2 separate regions of the Sus scrofa genome follow, and region 1 is linked to region 2. A link is a contact called in public Hi-C data. All regions are on one chromosome and are shown on one strand. Each heading gives the region's core, a stretch centred on a gene start, on an enhancer-like site or on the middle of the called end of the contact. The rest is flanking DNA. Distances are from core to core; before and after follow the strand shown. Region 1 has its middle 130 kb from the start of FAM174B. Region 2 overlaps FAM174B (membrane protein FAM174B).

Region 1 (6,346 bases), core at 1,127-3,626, 90 kb after region 2:
CACGTGGCTTTTTCTCCCGGGGTGGGGGGGGGGCTGCCAGGCTGCGAACCCCCCAGGTGAGGGTTGGTCCTGTCAGGTGGGTGGGTTCCTTTGAAGGCTCCCATGGGAGGAGGGGTTGGCCTGAGGGAGAGCCTGTGTGGTCTGGGGTCAACGCTCCCCCTCTACCCCCGTTGGCTGATGGTGCACCTTGCCTTTTCTTGCCTTTTGTTTTTGAGGATTCAGTTGGGGATCAACCCCCACCATGGGGCCTTCTACACACAAAAACCAGTCTTCCCCAGTGTGCCCTGTAGGACCTACAGAAAGCCTGTAATTAAAGATAATCTAGGAGTTCCCATCGTGGCGCAGTGGAAGTGAATCTGACTAGGAACCATGAGGTTGTGGGTTCGATCCCTGGCCTCGCTCAGTGGATTAAGGATCCAGTGTTGCCTCGAGCTGTGGTGTAGGTTGCAGACGCGGCTCGGAGCTGGCATGGCTGTTGCCTGTGTTTTCTTTCACAAAGTAGTCACGATATGGCTCTTCTCATACTGTGTGGGGTTGGAGAGAGCCTGGGTGAACCTTGGCACATTATCCCCAAAAGGCCCCTATGAAGTCTTGTATTTGTGTCCCCTGTAGTGGCATTCCTAGGTTTGGGTACCATTTCAGTGGAATCGGGGAAATGATCTAGAAGAACAGGATCGGGGGGTGGGGTGCCCCAGTGCCCTAAACTTGCCAGTGGGAGGTGGGTGACCAGATCATTTCAAGAGGTTGAAGTGTTTGTATTGTCATTTCCTGGAGAAGGAAGTGGGGAGGGGAGGGGAGGGGCGCCTTCCTCAGCATCTCACCCTTCCCCTCACCCCTCTTCCCAGAGCAGCATCATGAATTTGCAGGTCCCAATACTGCTGACATTTCTCACCACTGACACCTTCCTGGGACTTCTGAAGATATTGGGGTTAGGTCTTAATTAAATGGTGACTTCCTTTGAGGGCAAGGAGCAAGTGATCTCTGGGGGCTGGGAGGTGTCTCCACTAGCCCACCATGCAGACAGGGTCTGCCCCACAAGACCCCCAAGCTGCTCCCTCTGAGACAGGTGGGATCCAGTGCTTTGTGTTTGGAAATACTAGTGGTTTATATCAATCAGAGGCTTTGAGAACACTTGATGTGGACCCAGTGTGCCCAGCATGCAGTTTGTGAAACCAGGGTTTATTTTGCATGACTCTTGGGGAGCCCAATAGAAGCAAACAGTCCTAGTGGTTGTCACTACGCACCTGCACTGCTACCTGAGCCACCTGAGCCTTTGGTCCACGAAGCACTCGGTGTGACCCTCCTTGCAAATCCTTGGGCTGTGATTTCAGGCTGGACCTTCGCCAGGCTGGCTGGCTTCTCAACTCTGTTTCCCTGGGGATGGGTTTGTGATGAGTCAGATTGATGTGGAGCCTGGTGAGCTCTGTGTGTCTGTCAGCAAAGCAGGAGGCCCACAGTCTCTGGCTTATACGTTGAATTAGCCTACTCACGTGGGGTGCTGCAAGCAGGTAATGTTGTGGATTACTCTTGGCAGGAAAGCCAGCCTGGCTATGCTGAGAATCTGGATGCAGACAGCCCGTCCCCGGTCTGGCTGCTCATGCGCCGTGCGAGCTTGGCCTCACTTTTCTTTCTCATCTGTAATATGGGAGCAGGCTTCCTTCTTTCCTTATTAGGATCATTAACAGGAATAGTTCAGCCAAGTGCAGCTGCGTGTGCCTGGCACTGGGCCACTTAGGAAATGGTTGCTTCCACTGTGAGCACTGTCAGAGTCCCTCCTGCGGGACAGGTACTTTTCTGCCTCCCCTTTCTTATTCAGGCCTTGGGAGAGTCCCTTTAGGTGGGTGTCGTTTCTGGAACCGACCTGGAGTTTTCTGCCATCATTTCCAGGGGCCTCAGGCTGTGAGAACCTCACTCCCATAAGACCCATATATCTCACGTTGGCCCAGCCCTTCAACACCTTCGAATCCAGCCAACAATGCGGCGAGGCTAGTGACTGTCTTCATTTTTGTACGTGGGGGACTGGACTGGGAAGGTCTTGTCGCTGTGTTGGGTCAGCTGGTTGCCATGGACATGGACCATGAGTCTCCTGCCCCGTGGAGGGCTCCCCTTCTGAGACCACAGCAGCTCCCTCATAAGATGTCTGAGTTCTGGGCCCAGGACCTTGAGGTCCCATGTCCCAACCCGCACCCCATGCTCTAGAAGGCCCCCCTGTGACTGTGGCCTCTTGATGGGGAAAACAATCAGCTGGTGGAGGGGAGATGCCATCTGGGGCCCACGCCCCCCCCCCTTTTCCAGAGCTTGCCCTAGAATTTTCTGCCTGAAGATCCCTGAGCTGGCTTTCAAGCCATCCTGCCTGGGGCCGTTTGTGCGCCTACACCTCAGTCAGAGAGTGGCCAGCTGTGACCAGGATGGAGATGTGCGGGCGGGGGTGTGCACAGGCGAGGGGGAGGCCACAAGGAATGACAGGAGAAGGGGAACGGGCTGTAGGCTGAGATGCTGCCCTGGGCCCAGCACACACTGAGGGCAGCTGGGTTCCGTGGGGACTGGGCTCTGGCCGCGCACCAGGGAAAAGGAGGCACATGGTCTGCGTGTCAGCTCTGACGGCATCTGCATCATTGTACAACGTTAGAACCGGGGGCGGGAGGCTGAAGCAGACCCATACCCTCAGTGAAGAGCCTGTCCGGTGGCCTGTGAGGTTAGCCCAGACTGTTCCCCAAGTTGATTTTTCCATGTTTCTTTTTTTTTCTTATCCAAGAGACGGTAGGGACGCGCTTCGAGATTGCTGCTGTTCTGAGAGCACGTCAGTTTTCTCCGTGGTGATTCTGTCCTTCACGTGATAAGATTGTGAGACCATGGTTGATTCCACCAGGCTTGGCATCCACCCCCATTTCCCGACCCTCTCGAGCTCCTTCCCAATTCCCTGGAGATTGGATGGGCACCAGTGCCCTCTTCTCTCTCTCAAGTGTACTTGGCGTCGCTCTCCATGGAAAATAAGGGCTGAAAGTGTTCTGGAAGACCAAGTGAAGAATGGCAGAGTAGTAGAAGTACCACATAAGGTAATGAAATGGAATAATCTGCTTTTCACTTGCCAGCTCCCCCAGGGGCACGGCACACCGCCTCATCAATCAGTCCCCCTTGTCCACTGCTCACCCCTTGCCGGTGGAGAGGTGGCCCAGGTGTGGCTGGCAGGCCAGCCTGGAGTCTTCCAGCTGGGCCACCTCCTGGCTGAGCCCTTTTGGCCGAGACACTGAAATTCCTAGCTGTCCACAAGGTGAGGTGTGTGTGTGTATATATGTGTGTGTGTGTGTGTGTGTGTGTGTGTGACCGTGGTGGGTGCTCTATGGCACTTCCAGCTGGAGTTCAGGGAGCCACAAGGCATGATGTGGGGCCTGTGGGGTTGTAGAGGTGAAAGGGCCAGGCACGCTTCTGTCTTCTAAGGCTGTGCGAGTACGAGGGACAGAGGTTTGCAGGCGGAACCCCATCTCGGGCGGCCTCTGTCTGACTACAGTGTCTGCGACTGCAGAGCATCCGCTGCTGTGGTTGTGCTTTTGATAGGTTCCAGGTGCCGTCTTACAAGCTCAGGCTCTGAAGCTCGATTGGAGTCCTGGTTTCTACTATTTGCCTCCATGGGACCTTGGATCCGGCCCTTAACCTCTACGCGGCGCTCCCCCCCCCCCCCCCGCCACTTACCTGTAATAGCACCCACCTCCATCTGGGCATTGTGAAGTGAATGCGCTAGTATCTTTTTTAAAAAAATTTTTATTAGAGTTGATTTACCTTGTTCTGTCAACTTCTGCTGTGCAGCCAAGTGACCCAGTCATACATCTGTACAGACTCTCTTTCTCATATTGCCTTCTATCATGTTTCATCACAAGTGATTGGACATAGTGCCCCGTGCTATACAGCAGGACCTCATTGCCTATCCATTCTAAATGTAACACTTTGCATCTATTAACCCCGAACTCCCAGTCCACCTCTCCCTCCCTACCTCAGCAACTTGCCAGAAAATCAATAAGGCAACAGAGATCCTAAATGCCTTAGTATCTTTAAGTGCTTGTGCCACCACCACCCAGCACTGACATGTGAATGCGGATGGCAGTTCTTTAGCTTCTGTTACCTCTTCTGCTTTTCCAGCGAGGAGACCGAGGCTTTGGTCAAGCGCTTCTCCAGGTCTGAAGCCCTGGGTGCTGTTGCCACCCAGTGCTGGGGCTGGGATAAAGCTCAGGAGCCCAGAGTGCAGTTCTGTGGGATTCTAGGGTGTGGAGAGTGCTGAGGTGGGGGGAGAACAGGGGTCTCCTGCCTTGGTTCTTGCCTTGGGGCAAGGCGTTTGTGGTAACCGGTGCTGGGGAGAGTGGGGCCCTGGGCAGAGGGAGGAGAGGGGAGGGGTGGGAAAGGAGGCTGCAGAGGCCCCCCTCTTACCTGGATATTCCAGTTCTTCCTCCAGGAAGACCCATTTCTTACAGAGTGGGTTGGGTCTTGGGGAAGCAAAGCTGGGCTGGAAAGAATATGGAACTGAGTTGACATCTTCCTCCTCTGATGCCCCCCTCTTTTTGTTCGTATTCTGGACACTTCAGGGGCCAACTTTGGGGATCCCACGTCCCAAGCGTTACTGCCTTCCTCTCCAAGTGGAGGATTAGATGTTCCTCAACTGGGGGCACCCAGACTCCAAATGGCCCACTCTTCTACGAGCAGTTGGGGACTTGTCGGCTCACCTGTCCAGTATCGGCTCAAGCAGCTGTGACCTCTAGAGAGATGATCTGGTCCTGTGTCTTCTGGAGCCACTGAAAGGCAGGACTAGAGTGAGGAGAAAACATTTCAGACTGGTTGAAGTAGAATTTTGATTAAAAGTGGGTTTATTATCAAAACAATGTTTTCATGGGTGACATTTTGAAAGACAGATAATTATAAAGAAGATAAAACAAGTCAGCCAGATAATAACCCTTCACAGCATTTTGGTGTGTTTTCCCTTTAACTCAAACTCACTCCCTACCTTCCTCTCTTCCTTCCTTTCTCCCTCCCTCCCTTCTTTCCATCATTTATCTGCCTATCACTTGCACACCTGTATGGAATGCCCACTTAAGCTGGGCTCTGTATCACCTAGACAGCTCAAGAAGTTGAGTCTAGGGGAAGACTAGACACATGACCTAGAGGGATTACAGAGGACAGAGGGTTGTGAAGACAGGGATGCAGGGGCCTCAGAAACCCTGATGAAGGAGGGGCCACCTCTGCCTGCACAACAGGTGACCCCCGGACTTCGGCATGGGTGCCTTTCCACGTTCTTCTCTACACATTTGGGTCATATAACCTGATTTTTTCCACTTACTGTTAGAGCATTCCCTTGTGTCCATGAATATTTAAAACAGGTTTTAAAAAGAGCCTTAGCATTGTGCTTTTTAGGCTTGCACCACTGAGTGGCCTTGTCTCTGACATATGCTGGCCAAAGCGGAGGACAGGAGGGGCCCCATGGCCAAGTGCAAGGCATGGAATGGCCCCCAAGAAGAGCTCAGAATGGCTAGTTTTCTTTCCTCCTTCTCTTTGCTCTCCTTTGCCCCTTTTGCTATTTCAGCCTGAAACCTGGGGAAGGGAGTTCCTGTTGTGGCACGGCGGAAACGAATCTGAGTAGGAACCATGAGGTTTGGGGTTCAATCCCTGGCCTCGCTCAGTGGGTTAAGGATCTGGCGTTGCTGTGAGCTGTAGTGTAGGTCGCAGATGTGACTTGGATCCCGCATTGCTGTGGCTGTGGTTTAGACTGGCAGCTTTAGCTCCAATTTGATCCCTAGCCTGGGAACTTCCAAATGCCTCAGGTGTGGCCCTAAAAAAGCGGAAAAAAAAAAAAAAAAGAAACCCACCAGAAAACAAACCTGGGAAGGATGAAGGCTGAGGTCTGCCTGAGTGCAGAACTGGGCTTGCCACAATCCATCACCTCTGCAGGTGGTCAGGCCCGGCTGTCACCACCCAGCTGTGTGCAGTTCTGACCCTCAGCTGTCCCCACCCTGGCCAAGCGGCTCAGTGACCGTCCTCATGTCACTGAGTGGAGCTCATAAAGGCAGCTCCTTCCTGCGTGGAGCCCATCTAGGGAGGGCTCCGTGGGCAGAGCGAGCTCAGCCTCCCACCCTCGGCAGACCCATCAGAGCCTCAGCAGCCTTCGCCCAGCCTCTGCATGCGTCACCCCACCAGGGGCCCCCAGTGTTCCTCACATGGGGAGAGCGTTCAGAAGCACTAGGCTCTCTGAGCCCTGGCCCTGAAGTGGCCATCATGTGAGATGCAGGTTCAGGTTTACTTGTTCTCAGATGTCTATCCAATTGTCCAGCACCACTGCCAGGGGTCGGGGCGGGGGTGTGTGTGG
Region 2 (6,189 bases), core at 2,132-4,631:
TAGCTTCTGTTTAGGTCATACCCATGTGCAGTGTGCTGAGTTGAGACACCAGGTAAAGACGGGGATTATAATATCTTTTACTTAAACCGTTCCTCTTCTGGCTCTGATAAAACTTTAAACACAAAACGTACCTTCCTTTTTATTTCATAGGTAGTTTCTCTGTCAAAAGCAATGCTAAAGGCAAGATGAATAAAACCAGCTTCTACACTTTAAGGTTATCTTTGAAATATTTATGGATATGTTCAGGGGAAAAAAGGCTTTGACTACTTGCTGCTAAAACAATGGGTGAAGCTGAGTTTCTCTAGAATATTGTTGGTATTGTTAATGCAATATTGTTATGTTATTATAGAATATTGGAGAAATTCTACAATAAAACTTTAAAAATTGTTTTTTAAAAATGTTAGATTAAAAAAAAAAAACAAGCCCCACTTTGTGGCTAAACTAACACAAGATGGCACCAGAGAGCTGAAGTGGAGAGGGATTTGCTTCCATGGACCTGAAAGACCTGAATGAAAAGGGGCAGACTTGGGGTGGGGGTGGGGATGAGAGGGGGGGCGGGGACAAAAGCCATTTCTGAGAGTTGGCATTTCTGGAAGCTGTGAAGCTAGGGTAGCTAGCACTCGCCTTTGCCCACCCTCATAGCCTCATCTCTTTTCATTAAGTTCTTTCACAAGCCAGCTACAGATTTTGCAGCCCTAGTGGCCATCCTTAGAACCTCAAAATCTGTGGAAAAGGCATTTGGAGAAAGAGCAGAAAAAGGCAGAGAAGTGGAGCTGCTTCTGAGTGAGCATTTGCCCAGCAGTGCCTGTCATGAATGGATGGGGAGAAGGTCTTTGCTTCCAGGTAGCCCTAGGCTAAAAAAGGGGGACAGACAGGTGGGGTGGAGAGGAGGCCCTCCACACAGGTATCTTCTCCCCTGTGGGCCCATGTTTTTCAAAGAAAGAATGGAGAACTTGGTTTTTGCGAAATTGTGGCAAAATATACTTGACATGAAACTTAACATTTTAATTTTTTTCCTTTTTTGGCTGTTCTGTGGCATATGGAATTTCTGGGCCAGGGATCAGATCTGAGCTGGAGCTGCAGCCTACACCACAGCTGCTGCAAACCTGGATCCTTAACTCATTGTGCTGGGCTGGAGATCGAACCCATGTCCCTGTAGCTGCAGAGACACGGTCAATCCTGTTGCACCACAGTGGGAACTCCAACATTTTAATTTAACGAAAAAAACAAAACAAAACTAACTTTTTCATTATGGTAAAATATATAACCTGAAATTTACCATTTTCACTATTTTAAAGTATATGGTTCGGTGGCATTAAGCACATTCACATCATTGTGCAACCATCGCCAACATCCTCAGTGTTCTTTTCATCTGTAGCCATTAAAACTCTGTACCTGTTAAACAGCAGCTCCCCAGCCACTGGCATCCCCTCTTCCCCAGCCCCTGGCATGCACAATTCTACTTTCTGTCGCTATGAATTTGAGGACTCTAGGGGCCTCATGTAAGTGGAATCAAAAAGTATTTATCTTTTTTGTATCTGGCTTATTTCACTGAGTGCAGTGTCTTCGAGGCTTATCCATGTTGCAATGTGTTCTAGCATGTGTCAGAATTTCCAAATATTCAGTGGTATGTACAGACCACACTTTGTTTATCCATTTATCTGTCAATGGACATTTAGGTTGCTTCTAGCTTTTGACTGTTGTGAATAATGCTGCTCTGAGTATGTGTGTACAAATATGTCTTTGAATCCCTTCTTTCCTTTCTTTTGGGTCTTTCCCAGAAGTGGAACTGCTGGATTAAAAGGTCATGCTACATGTATAATTTTTTCGAGGAACAGCCATTCTGTTTTCCACCGTGACCACTATTTGACGTTTTTACCAGTAACACAAGGGTTTCAAATTCTCCACATTCTCACAACACTTTTTTTGCTTTTAGGGCCGCACCCACAGCATATGGAAGTTCCCAGTCTAGGGACCTAATCAGAGCAACAGCTGCTGACCTATGCAGGATCTGAGCTGCATATGAGACCTATACCACAGCTCACAGCAGCGCCTGATCCCTAACCCACCGAGCGAGCCCAGGGATCAAACCTGCCACCTCATGGTTACTAGTTGGATTCATTTCCGCTGTGCCTCAATGGGAACTCCACAACTCTTGTTTTTTGATAATAGCCATCCTAGTGGGCACAAAGTGGCCTCTCACTGTGGTTTTGATTTACATTTTCTGGAGAAATTGATTTTTATTTACCAAAGTCACAGTCTTTCTTCAATCAAGAGCTTGTGCATTGTGGCCTGGTGGTTAAGTGCAGGGGTCCAGTGTATGACAGCTTGAGATTCCCGGTGCCCTTCTGTACAGGCTCTGTGATGTTGGTGAGTCACAGCTGCTCTGAGCCTCAATGTCTTCACCTGACAGATAGGGTTCATAATAATTCCTTCCACGTAGGTTGGTTGTAGGAATAAATGGCATTATGAGATAAGGCATAATGAGCTCTTAGCAGAGTTCCCGGCATGCAGTAAATGCTCAGAAATGGTAGCCCTGTATATAGAATGCCTAAAATGCATACAGCAGTTAACCAGGGAGGTGCTTAGGTTGATGTGGCCTCAGAGAGCCTGCCTTCCAACTCCTTTCCTATTTTTGCTTCTTCCCAAATCCTGTCCCCATGTGAGGCATCTTTAGCAAAGAGGAGCCGACCCTGACCCCTGCACTAAGTGGTTTCTAGGGTCCTTCTCAGTTCTGGGGTCCAATAGTGTCACTAGAGGTCACTGAGCTGGTTTCTGAGTCTCAGTTGGGTTCTGAGTCTCAGTTGGCAGAGCCCAGTGTCACCAGCACCTCCCTAGGATCCTGGGAGCCCTTTGATGACACATGGGCCAGGGTTCCCATCCTAAAGGCTCAGTTAGAAACAGACCAATGACACCTGGGGCTTCCATCAGCCCAGCTTAGCTTCCACGGCAAAAGATTCCTCCCTGGAGCAGGAAGGGTCTGCTGACTCTGGGAATATGAGCGGGCGGGCTTCACAGGGAGACAAAGTGTTATCACTACTGAAAACATGGAGTGATGCTTGGAGGAAGTGGGTCATCTTGAACTTCATTAAGTCTTTTTGCCCTTTGCAGTTTGAACAGAGCGAGAAGTATTTTGAAAGAGAGTGCAGCAAGTTCACCGAGAAGTCAGGAAGCTTGGGAGGAGACAGGCTGGGGCAGGACACGGGACCTTTTACTTCCAAGGAGCCAGTGATAAGTTTTCAGGATGATTGGTTTTTGGATCTCCGCCAGGAGGTTTCTGTTTACTGTGCAGAAACAATCCTTACAGGAAGAGATAGTATCTGCACAGGGCAATTAGGGATCAGCAGAAAGAGACCAGCTCTCCGAGGAGGCTCAAGCTGGGGAGGGCCAGGCTGCTGGGCAGAAGCAGAGAGGCCAAAGGAAGGGCTGGCCCAGGGCACATAGGGACCTCTCATGAGACTCCCCAAGGCATGATCCAGGCTCCTTGAGGTGCTTAGGTTATTGTTGGGAAGGGTGGGTTGATTAGGGTCAAGAGCCAGTAGCCAGGAGAATAAACGCCGTACAAGAGCCCTCAAAGGGCATCCTATGTTGTCTCCATGGTGACTGCCGACAGAGAACACATGGGGGTAGCCAGTTGGAATGGGGTCACTAGCACCCCTTCCAGGACAATTGTCCCAGGGAAAGTCCCCAAACTCTAAGTGGTGGAACTGAATTTTTCTCATTTTGTGTGAAGCCAGGAGTCTTGAGAAGCCTCCAGGACGAGCTACCCTTTGGAGCCTGGAGTTTGGTTTACCAGCCTGGGCAGGGTCACCGACTGGGGACACACAGTTACCATCTCTTGTTTCCACTCAGGAAGATAATCGGCACTTCCTCCAGGGTCAGCCGCTCACTGCTCTGCAGAGAACATTAAAAGTATCCATAAAAGAGACATCGCAGATTTTGTTGGTCGTAAACCTCAAAGATGAATTTTCCTACCACATTTTATGAGTATGGGTTTTAAAGCCTTCCTAATGCAGGGCTGCCCCTCTCTAGTGCCCATGAACTTCCTCCTGGGGTGATGATTTGTGTGGTTAACTCAGCCAGGAGAAGACCTCATGATGACTCCACATATGGGGCTGAAAGATGATTATCTTTTTTTCCCACGGTGGCAGAGGGGAGATGTTGCTGTCTTAGTGCAAAGATGGGATCCTCTGGGGAACCAGGTTGGAGATACTTTGCAAGCAGGAGGTACCGTGGTCCCCAATAGTATCCAAAGACCTTGAGGGTTAGAGAGAACAGACAGGATTAAGATGTGGATTTTGAAGAGAACTCTATGAAGGGAATGAACAAAACCATAGACTGTTTGAGCTGGACAAAGCCTTGGGGAACATTTGCCCCAGTTTGTTAAACTTACAGATGGGGGCACCAAAGCCTGATCACATGTGAGGTTTCACTCAAGGTTATCCAGCAACCTCTAACACTTAAAAATAATTCTTTAATTACCAAAGCAAAGTTTCTTTTGCTAAGTGGGGCAGTTAAATGAAACAAGCCTTCATTTGTGGCCTAATAATAACCCAAAAATTTTCTCCTGCCCTAAATTAAGAAATCTCATTAAGGAATGGGGCTTTTGTTCTGAAGAAGCCACAAAGCATGGCCTGTTTCCCCCCTTGCTTAGAAGGACAGCAGCAATTACAGCTTGTGGCTTAGGCAATGATTTTCCGTGCCTTCTCTGTGCTTGTGAGAGATTAGAGTCATTAATGAGATGCTAATGATCCAGCTCCCAAACTTAACTAGAGTTCACTCTGCCTTTGCTAGAAGAGGCACAGAGACCTGGTTTGTTTATTTGTTTTTTGTTTTCCTTTCCTCCTACCTGTTGTGGTGAATTCAGGCCAGTCCCGGAGCAAGGAACAGATTCGCAAAAGCTGGGCAGGCTGGATCCCAGCTACTTTGGTGAAATGATTTCTCCAAGGAGCATGTACCCAGTCAGGACACACAACCCTTGACAGCAGGAGAGCATTTGATATGCTGGTTCTCCCTCCGCTGACCTTGTTTTTCTTCTGTCAAGCTTTCATGACCCGAAAAGGATCTGTTCAGTCACATTCTGTTCACCTGGGTTGGCGTCGAACTGGATTGCTCTCCCTGCATCATCTTGGATGCTTGTTTTGAAACAAGGGCCTGGACTTTCCCTTTATGCATGGGCAGTATTGGATGTTTCCTTTCTTGATAGAAGCTGTACCAGAGCTGCATGATATGTATAAAGCCTCTAGCTTGGTACCTGGCAGTCAGCAATTGCCTAATTGCTTTGGTTTGGGATTCTCTGGAAGCAAACCTGAGACACGCAGTAAGGAGTTGGGGGAGTGAGACAAGGGAGGGCAGGCAGCCAACAAAGGGGTGCTATGAAGCCAGCTCCCACCATGAGCAGCTGCAGCTCCATCCTGCAGGATTCGTAGGAGGTAGTAGAGGATTATCCCATCTGAGGGGCAAGGGATCTGGGGTATTTATACTCTAGCTTGTCAGTGGTTGGTTGAGAGCTGGGGGTGTTGATTCTTCGAAGGGCTGCTGATCTTCCGCTGCTTTGAGAGAGCCTCCAGCAAAGAGGTGACATTGGCAGTGGCTGTCAGCCAGAGCACTGGCTCACGGGGTGTGGGCAGGCCTCAGTTAGTAGCTCTTTCATCATTATGATATTCTTTTCCTCTCACTTCTCTCTTATTTTCTATCTTGTGTTAACGTTTGCTCTACAAATTTCCGCCCGTTTCCAGTCACTGGCCTTCAGCGGAGAATCTGCTCTAAGCTCTGTATCTTCCTTTCATTTGCGTGGGGCATTGCCCCTCCCTGGCGCTGACGTTTGGTTTCCTTTACATTTCTTGTGGGAACGAGCCAGAATGCAGAAGTGGTTTGCTGTGGATCTCACCCATTCCCTCTGCCCACGGAGAGATTACACTGATACTTTATTGATTTATTTATTTTTTGTCTTTTTAGGGCCATACTCACGGCATATGGAAGTTCCCAGGCCAGGGGTCAAATCGGAGCTACCGCTGCCAGCCTACACCACAGCCACAACAATGCCAGATCCAAACCTCATCTGAGACCTACACCACAGCTCACAGCAACGCTGGATCCTTAACCCACTGAGCGAGGCCAGGAATTGAACCTGCATCCTCAAGGATACTAGTAGGTTCGTTACCACTGAGCCACAATGGGAACACCTAT

The links. Hi-C and Micro-C count contacts between places; a contact is called where the count stands out from the background.
Region 1: a Hi-C map of omental adipose tissue shows a contact between it and region 2, with 4 times the contacts expected there. The contact joins two enhancer-like sites. A contact is called at or near these places in 1 of 5 promoter capture datasets (liver), 24 of 47 Hi-C or Micro-C datasets (alveolar macrophages, brain, embryonic fibroblasts and 14 more) and 2 of 2 datasets of contacts at active chromatin or transcription factors (alveolar macrophages and skeletal muscle).

The regions. Positions count from the first base shown.
Region 1 is chr7:86,305,820-86,312,165 of Sscrofa11.1, forward strand. It overlaps a transcript of FAM174B not described here. Among named protein-coding and RNA genes, the nearest start is that of FAM174B, 130 kb to the left of the region's middle. Within about 2 kb of position 2,377, at least 6 of the 83 cell types and tissues checked have an H3K27ac peak or open chromatin away from gene starts, as enhancers often do. A contact at or near this core is called in omental adipose tissue and retroperitoneal adipose tissue, where this site is marked.
Region 2 is chr7:86,214,525-86,220,713 of Sscrofa11.1, forward strand. The region is part of intron 1 of FAM174B (membrane protein FAM174B); the gene reads left to right. Among named protein-coding and RNA genes, the nearest start is that of FAM174B, 36 kb to the left of the region's middle. Within about 2 kb of position 3,382, at least 9 of the 83 cell types and tissues checked have an H3K27ac peak or open chromatin away from gene starts, as enhancers often do. A contact at or near this core is called in omental adipose tissue and retroperitoneal adipose tissue, where this site is marked.